Linked DNA regions of Oryctolagus cuniculus: region 1 is linked to region 2. Evidence: chromatin contacts called from public Micro-C data. All regions are on one chromosome and are shown on one strand. Each heading gives the region's core, a stretch centred on a gene start, on an enhancer-like site or on the middle of the called end of the contact. The rest is flanking DNA. Distances are from core to core; before and after follow the strand shown. Region 1 has its middle 41 kb from the start of VPS54. Region 2 overlaps LOC138848605 (a long non-coding RNA gene).

Region 1 (5,619 bases), core at 279-2,778, 300 kb before region 2:
ATTCTCAAAAACTTTCACTACCGAAGACTTGCCAGGACTGCGGAGGGTAGATAAAGACCCACAGACCTAGAAAGATTTAGGAAGTAATACGCTTGTCAACAGGGATTTTCTGAAGCCAAGTGCTGTGAACCACATTTGAAAACATTGCTTCTGAGTGTAGAAGAAAGAAGGCTTCCATGTTCAGAGGTAGGGTGATGACCATGCCTTCTGGGCACCATTCATCTGGATGAGTTTGCCTCTTTAGCCGACATTAAGGCCTCCTGATCTGCCCTCCTCTTTACACTCCTGATACACAGAGGTGAAGGCAAGTAGGGTTGTGCATTTATAAATTTTCTAAGGGGAAGCGGTTGCTCGGTGACCTTGAAAAAGCCCAGTGCTAATGCATTACAGCAGGTGGCAGCCTTTCCCCGGGAGAGAAGGAAAAGCCAGTCTGACCTTAACACAAAACTGATTTTGATTTTAAAGCTTTTCCCTGATGTGCCAAGTGATGTGTCCAGGACCTAAAGTGGACATTGGCTTTATCACAGAAGGAAGAAGAAGCGGGGACGCTGAGTCCTGGAAAAGGAGGTGTAGCTTTGCTTCTGGGGCCCAGACCCACCAACTGCTGGCTTTTGAGTAACTCAGTGGCTGCCTTCATGGAATCTGGTCAGGTTCAGATACCACCAGGCATGGTGGGTGAAGGCATTACCTTGAGATTCAGAATAGGGCTCTGAGCAACACTCAACACTCAACACTCTGCCTTCAACACTCAGGATGGAGCAGATAGGAATCACCTTGCTGTGTACTGTGAGGGGACCATTCAATAGCAGAAATACCCCTTTTCCTTCCAGATCAGTAACACAGCCTTTTAAACTGAGTGCCAATTACTTTTTAAAGGTGGTTAAGTTATTTGCATTCAAATTTGCAGAGTGCTCAGTGGAAAGCCAGGCTTCGCAGAAAAGCTTGACATTGAAAATAAATCCAATTTGTTTCTCTGTTCTCAGTGATAGGTAGGATTGTACCTATCGCTCATCAAGAAGGTGCTATGCAGAAAGTGATGTTATTCAAAACTTAGTGTGCCTGAAGAAACATTTCCTGAAATCCCTACAGTTGAATCTACTTTGTGCCTGAAGAAAAGAGGGGGACTGATTAGACAGGGAGAGCGGCAGGCACACACAGACTAATGATGACTATTGAAATTAACTTAAATTAAATAAAACTAAAAATTTATTTTCTCCGAGTCTCTAACCACATTTCAAGTGCTGAATAGCCATATGTGGCTAGTGGCTCCCAACCAGGTAGCGTTGAGTATCCTCAGAGGAAGTTCTGAATTGCACGGGACTCGAGGGAAAGCTCAGGACACGCTGTCAAGTGAAAAGGTGAGTGGGTGAGAAAAAGCCCTCGCTGTGATACTAATATTGTGAGAATAATACCTAAAGGTGGCAGGAACTTTAAATAGAGGACCTCACATAATCCTTAGGCTGATCCACCACTACAATACTGCTGCTGACATCTGTTGAAACCATTTTATGGCAGGCCAGACACTAAGAGCTCTGTTGTCAGAACTCGCTGGTCTTAGCAGGGACCCATTGAGGTCAGTACTGTTCTTGTTCCTGGTTAAGAGATAAGGACACTGTGCGGAGAGGGGCTTTATAGCTTAGTCATGGTAAGGTGGCTTGTAAGCAACAACTGAGATAAAAACCTGTACCTTTTTGGGTTGCAATAATTAAAAGAGAAGGCAATGAAAATGTCTAGCATATTCTGTTTGTGAGTAGAATCTGTTTTTTTAAGCCACTTTCCCCTCAGGCAGGCCCAACTCTTAGATTCTCTGTCACATACTTGCCTTTGTGGCTGAGGAAGGCTTTATGCCAATTCTGATAGTGCAACAATGATCTCCTGTTAGCCCGGATGTGAGCCACTTCCTTCCCCCAGAGCAGAATCTGCTGTGTGCACAAGGAAGCCGGTTTCTCAGAAGCTCACCTTTACAGAAACAAGTCTGTTTGGGTACAAATTTAAAGCAAAATACGTTTAAATTGAAAATGAAGACTAGAAATAATATATGGGAAAATGCTGTTTTCTCTGGGTGAGATTTTGAAAACATGTTTTGCTGTTCCTCTGTGTTTCGTAGCTTTTCTACACGAACATGCATAATGCAATTTTAAAATTCAAAGCCAAACATTTTTTAAAAGGATTTATTTATTTATTTGAGAGGCAGAGTTGGACACAGGAGAGGCAGAGGCAGAGAGAGAGAGAGAGAGAGAGAGAGAGAGAGATCTTCCATTTGCTGGTTCATTCCTCCAAATGGCTGCAATGGTGGGAGCTGGGCCAGGCTAAAGCCAGGAGCCAAGAACTTCATCCAGGTCTTCCACAGGTGCAGGGGCCAAGCACTTCATCCATCCTCCACTGCTTTCCCAGGCACATTAGCAGGGAGCTGGATGGGAAATGGAGCAGCCAGAATTTGAACTGGCACCCATATGGGATGCCAGCATTGCAGGTGGCAACTTTACCTGCTATGCCACAATGCTGGCCCCCTGTAGTGGACATTTGAGAAGTGAACCAGATCTCTCTGTCTCTGTCTCTCTTTGTTGTTCTGCCTTTCAAATAAATAAATAAAACAAAAACCTACTAAAGTGAGGTGGGCCCCTGGCTTCATGGTTAAGACACTGGTTAGGACATCCGCATCCCTCACAAGAGGACCTGAGTTTGATATCTGCCTGTGATTTCTGTCTGCAGTTTTCTGCTACTTCAGACCCTGGGAAGCAGCACTGATGGCTCCTGCAATTGGGCTCCTGCCACCCATATGGGAAACCTGGGTTAACTTGTTACTGGCTCCTAGCTTTGGTCAGGTCCAGCTCTGGGGGTTGCAGACATTTGAGAGTAAACCAGCAGATGGCAGTTCTCTATCTCTACCTCTCAAATTTAAAAATGTTAGATAGGGAAAGACAAAGGGGCTATTTTCAAAGTACAATACGTATGTGTGTTTCCCAGGTAGGATTCATTGAGTAGAAGAGCTACTACTGACTATGCTGTGAAGGTAAACAATGTAGAGGCAGAAACTAGAGGGTGAGAACTGCTCAGTAACTCGTAGCATTCCTGTCTCCTACAAAAGTCTGAGATTTTGTGGTTGTTTCAGTTTAGCAGTCTTCACATACTTTTAAAAAGTATATCTTTTTAAATCTATATACATTTTAAAGTTAGTTTTCTGTAATTAAATTCAGCATGCTGCTAAAGGGTATCTTGAAATCCTTTAGTTGGGGTGCCATGACGTAGCCGGTAAAGCCACAGTCTGCAGTGCCAACATCCCATATGGATGCCGGTTCGAGTCCCGGCAGCTCCTCTTCCGATCCAGCTCTCTGCTATGGCCTGGGAAAGCAATGGAGGATGGCTCAACTCCTTGGGCCTCTGCACTCACGTGGGAGACCTGGAGGAAGCTCCTGGTTCCTGGCTTCAGATCGGCACAGCTCTGGCCGTTGTAGCCAATTGGGGAGTGAACCAGCAGATGGAAGACCTTTCTCTCTCTCTCTCTCCGCCTCTCCTTCTCTCTCTGTGTAACTTTGACTTTCAAGTAAAATAAATAAATCTTTTTTTAATAGAAATTCTTTAGTCAAATCTGTAGGTAAGTCCACTATGAAATGGTAGCCAAAAATATTTTCAAATGTCTAAGTATCCCAGGTGAGTGAGTTTACAGAATCACTCACTTTAACAGCCAAATAAAGGGATTTGAAGTACATAATATAACTTAAAGAATCGAGGAATAATACAGCAGCAAGGACTCAAGAATTCACTCCGCCACTTGCTCACTTCCTCATTTGTCAGGCTTCCATTTCGTGCTGCTTGTTTGAGAAGGTCATTCAATCCAGTCTCAAACGAAAGGCTTGTGAATTCCCAGCAAGCTTCTGCCTAGGCAGACGTGGAAGCTGAGAAAGCATGACCTGACCAGGGAGGACAGAATCATCCCCAGGTGGCGTATGCAGCTGCAAGGGCTCGGATCCGCGAGGCCTTCCCAGAAACAGAAATATTCAGCCTCGTTTGCCCTCATTCCCCGACAGATGAGACCTGGCAGCCTCAGAAAGGAAGCGTCCTGGAATCAAGCCAGGCTCCTTTTGTGTCTTGTTTGACTGAAAGCAATTGAAAGTAAACAAAAACCTGAGATCAACTCACTTTAAAAAATTTACATACACACGTATGTGCATCTTGTATTACCCAAGGGATGCCAAGTAATCCACCTTTGCCAACTTAATTGTCTTTGCAGATGACTTGGTTGTCTCCTCCATTCTGCTTTGCACACTGAGATAATTTTCCAAATAACTTTTCTTCCTCACCAATGGAAATCACCAAGCTAGGGTCACTGAACTGACAGCCCAACACGCTTGCCCTGGGTTTCATGCTGCAAGCGTAGTTTCACAAGTGAAGCAGCAGTAGACTTTGCTTTCTGGAGTTCAGTTACAAGGGTATCCTCCACTCTAGGTTGTTCCCACCCTCTGGCTTTCTGAGGGTGTGTGCTGTGCTCAAGTGTCTCCAAAGACCTGGAAGGAAGATACATGAGCCTGGAGCTCAACAGCTCAACAGCTGTCTACATGGAACAGCTCAAAACTCGGGCATCACATCTCATCTGTAAAATGAAAAAAAGTCGAGAAAGAAAGGAGTTAGATATGTTCTTTTCTCCTTTAAGTGCAAAGAGTTGAGTTACTCACCTTCCTCAGACCATGGCACATGATTATCCCTAGGGGCCTTTTCCTGTTTTATTTTACTTTATTATTTTCCTTCTTCATCACAGCATTAGCAGCCAGGCTGCCTTTAATATGTGTTTGGGTGTGTATCCCTAAGTTGTTTTTATATAATGATATTTTATGAATGTATGTGTCTAAATTATGTAGTGTCCTACGACCCTCATTGTGTTTCCTTTTATTTAAAGAATTGATTTATTTGAAAGACAGAATGACAAAAAGAGAAGCAGAGAAAAAAAAGAGTGAGCTTCTATCACACCCTCTGGTTCACTCCCTAAATGCCCATAATAGCCAGTCATGGGTCAGAACGAAGCTGGGATCCAGGAATTCCATTTTGCTCCCCCATGTAGGTAGCAGGGATCCAAGCACTTGGAGCATAATCTGCTACCTTTCAGGCACATTAGCAGGAGGCTGGATCTGAAGTGGAGTTAGCCAGACAGTGATCAGCACTCCAATAAGGGATGTGGACATTCCAAGCAGCAGTGTAATCATCTGGGCCTGTTTAATAATCTACCACTCATTTCTATTAAGTTCTATCCACGTTCCTTCATACACATCTAGCTTATTTCTTGTGACTTCTGCATAAGGTTCCAATTATATCATCTGATGCTTTTAACAATCCATTCCTCTCACTTCCTTTTGTCACCAATGCCCTGTGATGGACCTCTTTGCATGTGTCTCCTCATGAACCTGCGTGGAGAGGGATTCCTGGGCAGAGGTTGCGCGCGCACACACACACACACACACACACTCTGTCTCTCTCTCTCTCCAAGATCTATGTACAGCCCCACCAGCAGTATGTGGGGCTTTTGTTTCCATCTTTCCAAGACTGTTGAGTGTGGGGAGCAACTGAGACTAGACTAAATTATTGGAACTAAGACTAATTCTATGCATTTGATCTCCCACAATATGG
Region 2 (5,799 bases), core at 320-2,819:
CCTCCTGAGAGCCTCGGTCCTGCGTGGGCGGAGACCCGCAAGTCAGGAATGGAGGCTGCCAGGGCTCAGCAGCTTTGGGATATGTCTTGGCCGCTGGGGCAGAGGCTGCCACCTGACCCCGCCCCTTATCCCTAGCTCTCCCCTCCTGCGTAGTGGCTCTGCTGGCTGTAGGGGGTGATTTGCATGTATCACCAGCCCGGATGTCCATCTCTAAGAGCCAGCAACCTTTGGGCCTTCCGGTTGCACGGAAGGGTGCTACTTCCTCCCGGGAAAGTGCATCCAGCTGTCCTGGCCATGGTGTCTTTATTGGAAAAACTATTTTCCAAGATCAGTGAACTCTTTAAAAAATAATAAAAAGTGGTGAGCCGCTCCACAGGCCCTGGGAGACTGTGTGTATGAAGATTGCTTTTGTAGGAGACAGGAGGGCAAAGGGCAAGGTGAATGAAGTGTCCCCTTCCCAATTCTGCCCTCAGCCAGTCCCCACCACATGGGCCCGCATGGGCAGGGAAGGTATGCATCCAGTTGACCTCACCCCCACTGCAAGGGTGCCTGAAACTGCAGATAGCACCAAACCCCATATAGACTATTTTTTTCCCTACATACATAGCTGTGATACAGTTCATCAGTAAGAGATTAGCAACAATAATAAAATAATAAAATACAGCAATTCCAACAATATACTATAGCAGAATTTACATAAAATGTATGAATTATTTATTTCTGGAATTTTCCATGGAACATTTTTGAATCATGGTTGACCACAGGTAAATCCCTGGAAGCTCAGGAAGCGAAACTGCAGACCAGGCGGGTGTGGGCACACTGTGTCGCGTGTCCTGACTCTGCAGGTGGGGAGAGTGAGGCTCAGAGTCTTGTGCAGGGAGCAATGGCGTGGTGGGGGGGCCCTCGGTCCAGGGCTGTCAACCTTGTGCTCCTTCTGATCCCCAAACCACCTGCCACTGCCGGCCAGCAGCCTGGACATGCACGCATTCATGGAGGCCAGGGTTTGGATCCCAAGGCAGGGCACTGCCCTACTTAAACTTTATTTCTGCATCTGTAAACTTAAGCAACGGTTATCCTCCCTGAGGAATCCAGGGAGTGGCCTTAGTTAGCCTCTTCCTGCAGGTGTGTCTGTCTGGCGGCGCCTGGTGGAGGAGCAGGGAGGGAAGGGTGGGACCAGCAGGGAATTTTCCCAGTTTTCCACTGGATCGGGCCAAGGCCCAGGGAGTGAGAGACAAACCCAGGATTCTCCGGGCGCCGGTTCGCCTGCCAGCCCCCGGCTCGGCGCGCTGCTGCTCCGCGGTGCTGTCCAAGGGTGGAGGCGGGCAGGCTGAGGGAGCCGAGGTGTGGATGCCAAGAGGCCAGCCACGCCTTGGCGTCACAGGGCTGGCCCCCAGCAGGCTGTGTCTTTGAGCTAGAAGGCAGCTTGTCGCCTAAGAATCTTCTGGAAGCGTAGTAGCTTCCTATGCAAGAGGGGGAGACCGCTTCCGAGCTGCATACGGTGTGCAAATCCCGCTTCTGCTTCTTAGCGGAAGACTCTTGGGAACCCCCCTTCAGCTCCCACGGGCTCAGGTTCTTCCCGACGGGAATGCTGCTGTCCACTCTGCACTGCCCTAGGGGGGAGTGGAGGCCGCCAGGCAAGCAGCACGTGCTGACTTCACTCGGTGGGGAGTGGGGAGGGGCAGCTTGGAAGTGGGAGAGCAAGGACGGAAAGCCGCTGGGCCTGCCGCCGCAGCCGGGATGGAAGGGGAGGCAGCCGTGAGTGATGCAGCGCGCAGAGACTGCGGTAAACAACCCCCTCTGCAAAAGGCGCTGCAGGAGCTCCGAAAAACCAGAAGCAGAAAAGTCATAAAATAGCACCACTGTTTTCTTGTGTGAGCAAAAATAGGCATGAAGACAAACCCAAGCCAATCTGGGACTAGGAGTCTAAATATGACTCGTGAGTCACCCCAGCTCCGTTCCAAGGGAAAGACTCCCCCAGCCCCGCACTCCACACCCTCGTCCGTGACACATCAGGGTTCTAGCTTTCCGGCTTCTCCCACCAGACTCCCAGGGGCGCCTCGCGCGCGGGCGGACCGGCCCTCTGGCGGTGGGAGTCCATTTCCCGAAATAACCCGGCGTGCGAGCGGGACCCACGCCGGCCCCGCAGCGGGCGCTAGGTGGCGCCAGATCCCGCGTTATGCGGCCAACACTGGCTCTGCCGCCAGGCCTTGTGCTTCCCAGAGACTTGGGGCGCTGTTTCAGTTTATGCCACATCCCTCGCGCCCCGCCAGAAGGCCGCTAGTTCTGCCGGTGCCCAGGCCCGGGTCGCTGTGGCTGCAGAAGCCAGTCCCCAGCCTGGAGGCTGGAGACAGCCGCAGTGCTTCGCTGAGCTATAAATAACGCCCAGAACAAGAAGTCTTTTACAGCTTCACTCTGCCCCTGGGTCAGGAAGGAAAAGAGCAGGGGACAAGGCAGCTCCTAGAGGCCCCTTTGTGAGAGCAGCCAGGCATTCTTCCCTCCCCTCTGACCTCCCCCGCTCAGGGCAACACAGATATTCGTGCCCAGGTAACGGGGGTTACAGGTGCTCTGAAGCGGCCAGTAGATACCCGCATGGCTCGGCGAGCCGCCGTCACCCGCAGGAGAGCGCCTGGACAGTGGCCGTGACTGTGGCCTTGATTGTTTAAAGCCATTTCCAGAATCTTTACTTAATATATGCTAAATTGGTCTTCTGTATATTAAGATAATTGAAAATTAATCTTGATGTGCATGGAAGGGGAGAGGGAGTGGGAGAGGGGAGGGTTGTGGGTGGGAGGGAAGTTATGGAGGGGGGGAGCTATTGTAATCCATAAGCTGTACTTTGGAAATTTATGTTCATAAAATAAAATAAAATATTAAAAAAATTTTAAAAATTAACAGAAAAAGAAAATAAAGCCATTTCCAGGAGGCAGGTGCGCAGCGTTGTCCGTTTCCAGGGATGCTGACTGACACCCCAGGGTCTCATGGGAGCTGGCGGCCCTGATGCTGTCTCTTTGAGACCATCACAGCCATTGTTGCTTCTTACAGTTGTCACTGTGTGCGAGGCACGCCAGGACATCACCTTTTGGCTCAGGCTTTCTGGTTGGCAGAGGCGGGCTGAATGGGGAGAGCCCCTGGAGGCTGGCGGTGCTTGTGGGCCACGAGGGAGTTTCCGGGACTGGGAGGCTGGGGCAGGTGTGCTGGGGGCCTCCTTGCCCCTGCCTCTGCTTGCGGCCGCAGACAGGAGATGGCCCTCACAAGCCACCGCTGGGGCTCAGTGAGCAGCGCCTGGTGTGCGGATGAAATTAAGGGCCCTTGGAGAGCAGCAGACCCTGGAAGAGGCTGGCCCCCGATCTCCCCTTCTGTGCTTAATCGGTCCCTTGTTTAGCTTTCATGAGCCAATCACCTACCCTCCAGAAGAAAGAATAACGGCCGGCGCCGCAGCTCACTAGGCTAATCCTCCACCTTGCGGCGCCAGCACACCGGGGTCTAGTCCCGGTCGGGGCACTGGATTCTGTCCCGGTTGCCCCTCTTCCAGGCCAGCTCTCTGCTGTGGCCAGGGAGTGCAGTGGAGGATGGCCCAGGTGCTTGGGCCCTGCACCCCATGGGAGACCAGGAGAAGTACCTGGCTCCTGCCATTGGATCAGCGTGGTGCGCCGGCTGCAGCGGCCATTGGAGGGTGAACCAACGGCAAAAGGAAGACCTTTCTCTCTGTCTCTCTCTCTCACTGTCCACTCTGCCTGTCAAAAATAAAAAAAATAAAAAAAGAAAAAAAGAAAGAATAACGGGTGTAACCCTACCTGGATTTTGTCACAGCCGTTGGCCACTTCCCACGCCCACTTGCTTCCCTGAGAGTCATTACCGAGTGTTATCCGAGCACTGGGCCCATTCATTCACCCATCACTGGCCACCCCTCCAAACTGTCCTCTAGGAAGGGGGGGGCGATGAGTGTGAGGGTTCCTTGGGTTGGTGAGAGTCCCATCCTGTGACTGTCCCCAGTGCGCACGAGCACGTTGGTGAACCTGCGGCTGCTCTGCCCATGTCAGGTCACTCTGGGGGGCCCTCAGAGGACGAGAGGCAGCTCTGCCTGCCCCCCCGGAACAGGCATCTTGCTGTCAGACTTTGAGCCTCCAGAACTGTGGGAAATGAGGTGCGTTGTTCAAGCCCTCCCGTCCCTGGTATTTGATTATAGCAGCCCGAACAGACTAAGGAATTCGCGAGTCTCTGTGAGGTCGCAAGAAGTTTTAAGCCCCCACAGAGCTTGTGGTGCGGTGGAGTTGAGGCAGGTGCAGTTCACAGGAACAAAAGGACAAGTAGTGACTCGGAGCCGTGCTGGCAGGAGTCCAGAGACCCGCTCCCTGGCTTGGTTGTGTGGAGGTTCCCTTTAAGGCAAAGAAAGGAGAGGGGTGGCTGGAAGGAGGGAGGCGGGAGGGACAGGGCAGCTGTTCTTGGTGGGCTTGGCTGGATCTGTGTAAGACAGGGTCCACCCTTAGATCACCCCAGAGCTCTGGCCTCACAGCTGGGGTCAAACTGTAACCGTGAGGGTGCCTGGATGACCCTTTGTACCCAAGGGGATGCTCTTGAATCTGACATTGCCAGGACTGCCTTGAACGAGGCTGCTACTGCAGGGACAGTGTGTGCTGGGGCCCAGGACGTCCGAGGGGTATCCACTGGGGGCCCGGGCACCCTGCACCCTCTTGCCTGTGTCCCCATCAGGCTTCTTCCCCAGCTGCTTGGGCTAATGTGTCACAGCCTCCGGGGAACTCTGCTCTGAACTGTCCCCCAGCCCTTCTGCACCACTGCCACCGTGCAGGGCAGGCCCTCGTCACACCTCATCTAGAGAGCTTTTCTTGTCAAAGACACAAAAATTATTCTTTTTAAAGATTTATTTTATTTATTTGAAAGAGTTGCAGAGAGAGGTAGAGACAGAGAGAGAGGTCTTCCATCTGCTGGTTCACTCCCCAGATGAATGCAACGGCCGGAGCTGCGCCAATCTGAAGCCAGGAGCCAGGAGCTTCCTTCAGGTCTCCCATGCAGGTGCAGGGACCCAAGGACTTGGGCCATCTTCTACTGCTATCCCAGGCCATAGCAGAGAGCTGGATCAGAAGAGGAGCAGCTGGGATTAGAACCGGCGCCCATATGGGATGCCAGCGCTTCAGGTCAGGGCGTTAACCCGCTGCGCCACAGCGCTGGCCCCACAAAAATTATTTTTATGAGAGATCCATGCACATGGCGATGGATGCACATGTGGAAGTCCGATGAGAGGGTTTGTATGGAGCTCGATCCCCTCCAGCCCTCGTTCCAGGAGGAAGCACTACTCCTTCCCTCCCCCCCAACTTCTGTCTTTGCTCCTGCTGCTCCTCATTGTCCTCAGGACCTGCGAAAGGCAAGCCCTTCAGCCCAGGCTGCTCTCCCACAAGCCAGGCCCAGCCACTCAGAGCCACCTGCTACCTGCGCTCTCTCACTTTGGTGCATTTCTAAAAACGGTTTTCAGTTTACTTTTCTGCATAGATCAGACACACACATGGTCCGTGTTCTCCGTCTCACGTCCCCCTAGTAACCGCTGTTTACTGATTTCTGGTATTTCCTTCCAGATAATATTTGTGCATACTTAATAAAACACAAACATTCCCTCCCCTTTCCACCCAGATAGTAATAGGTAATTCACACTTTTGATATCTACTTTTTTAAAAAAATGTAGTAACAGACCTCAGTAACCCTTCCAGGGCAGCTTGTCCGTAGCTTTGTCAGTGACTTTGCAGCTGTGTATCACTAAGGCAGCAAGCTTTCTCTGAAAAGGGCCAG

Evidence for each region. A called contact is a pair of places that touch in the nucleus more often than the background predicts.
Region 1: a Micro-C map of ear pinna shows a contact between it and region 2, with 20 times the contacts expected there. The contact joins two enhancer-like sites. A contact is called at or near these places in 4 of 6 Hi-C or Micro-C datasets (ear pinna, psoas muscle, skin fibroblasts and 1 more).

Annotation. Positions count from the first base shown.
Region 1 is chr2:138,739,675-138,745,293 of mOryCun1.1, reverse strand. No RefSeq gene overlaps it. Among named protein-coding and RNA genes, the nearest start is that of VPS54, 41 kb to the left of the region's middle. Within about 2 kb of position 1,528, at least 2 of the 8 cell types and tissues checked have an H3K27ac peak or open chromatin away from gene starts, as enhancers often do.
Region 2 is chr2:138,437,696-138,443,494 of mOryCun1.1, reverse strand. LOC138848605 (a long non-coding RNA gene) reads right to left here. Exons shown (of 4, transcript XR_011386618.1): 3 at 5,704-5,799; 4 at 4,866-5,090. Among named protein-coding and RNA genes, the nearest start is that of LGALSL, 100 kb to the right of the region's middle. Within about 2 kb of position 1,569, at least 5 of the 8 cell types and tissues checked have an H3K27ac peak or open chromatin away from gene starts, as enhancers often do.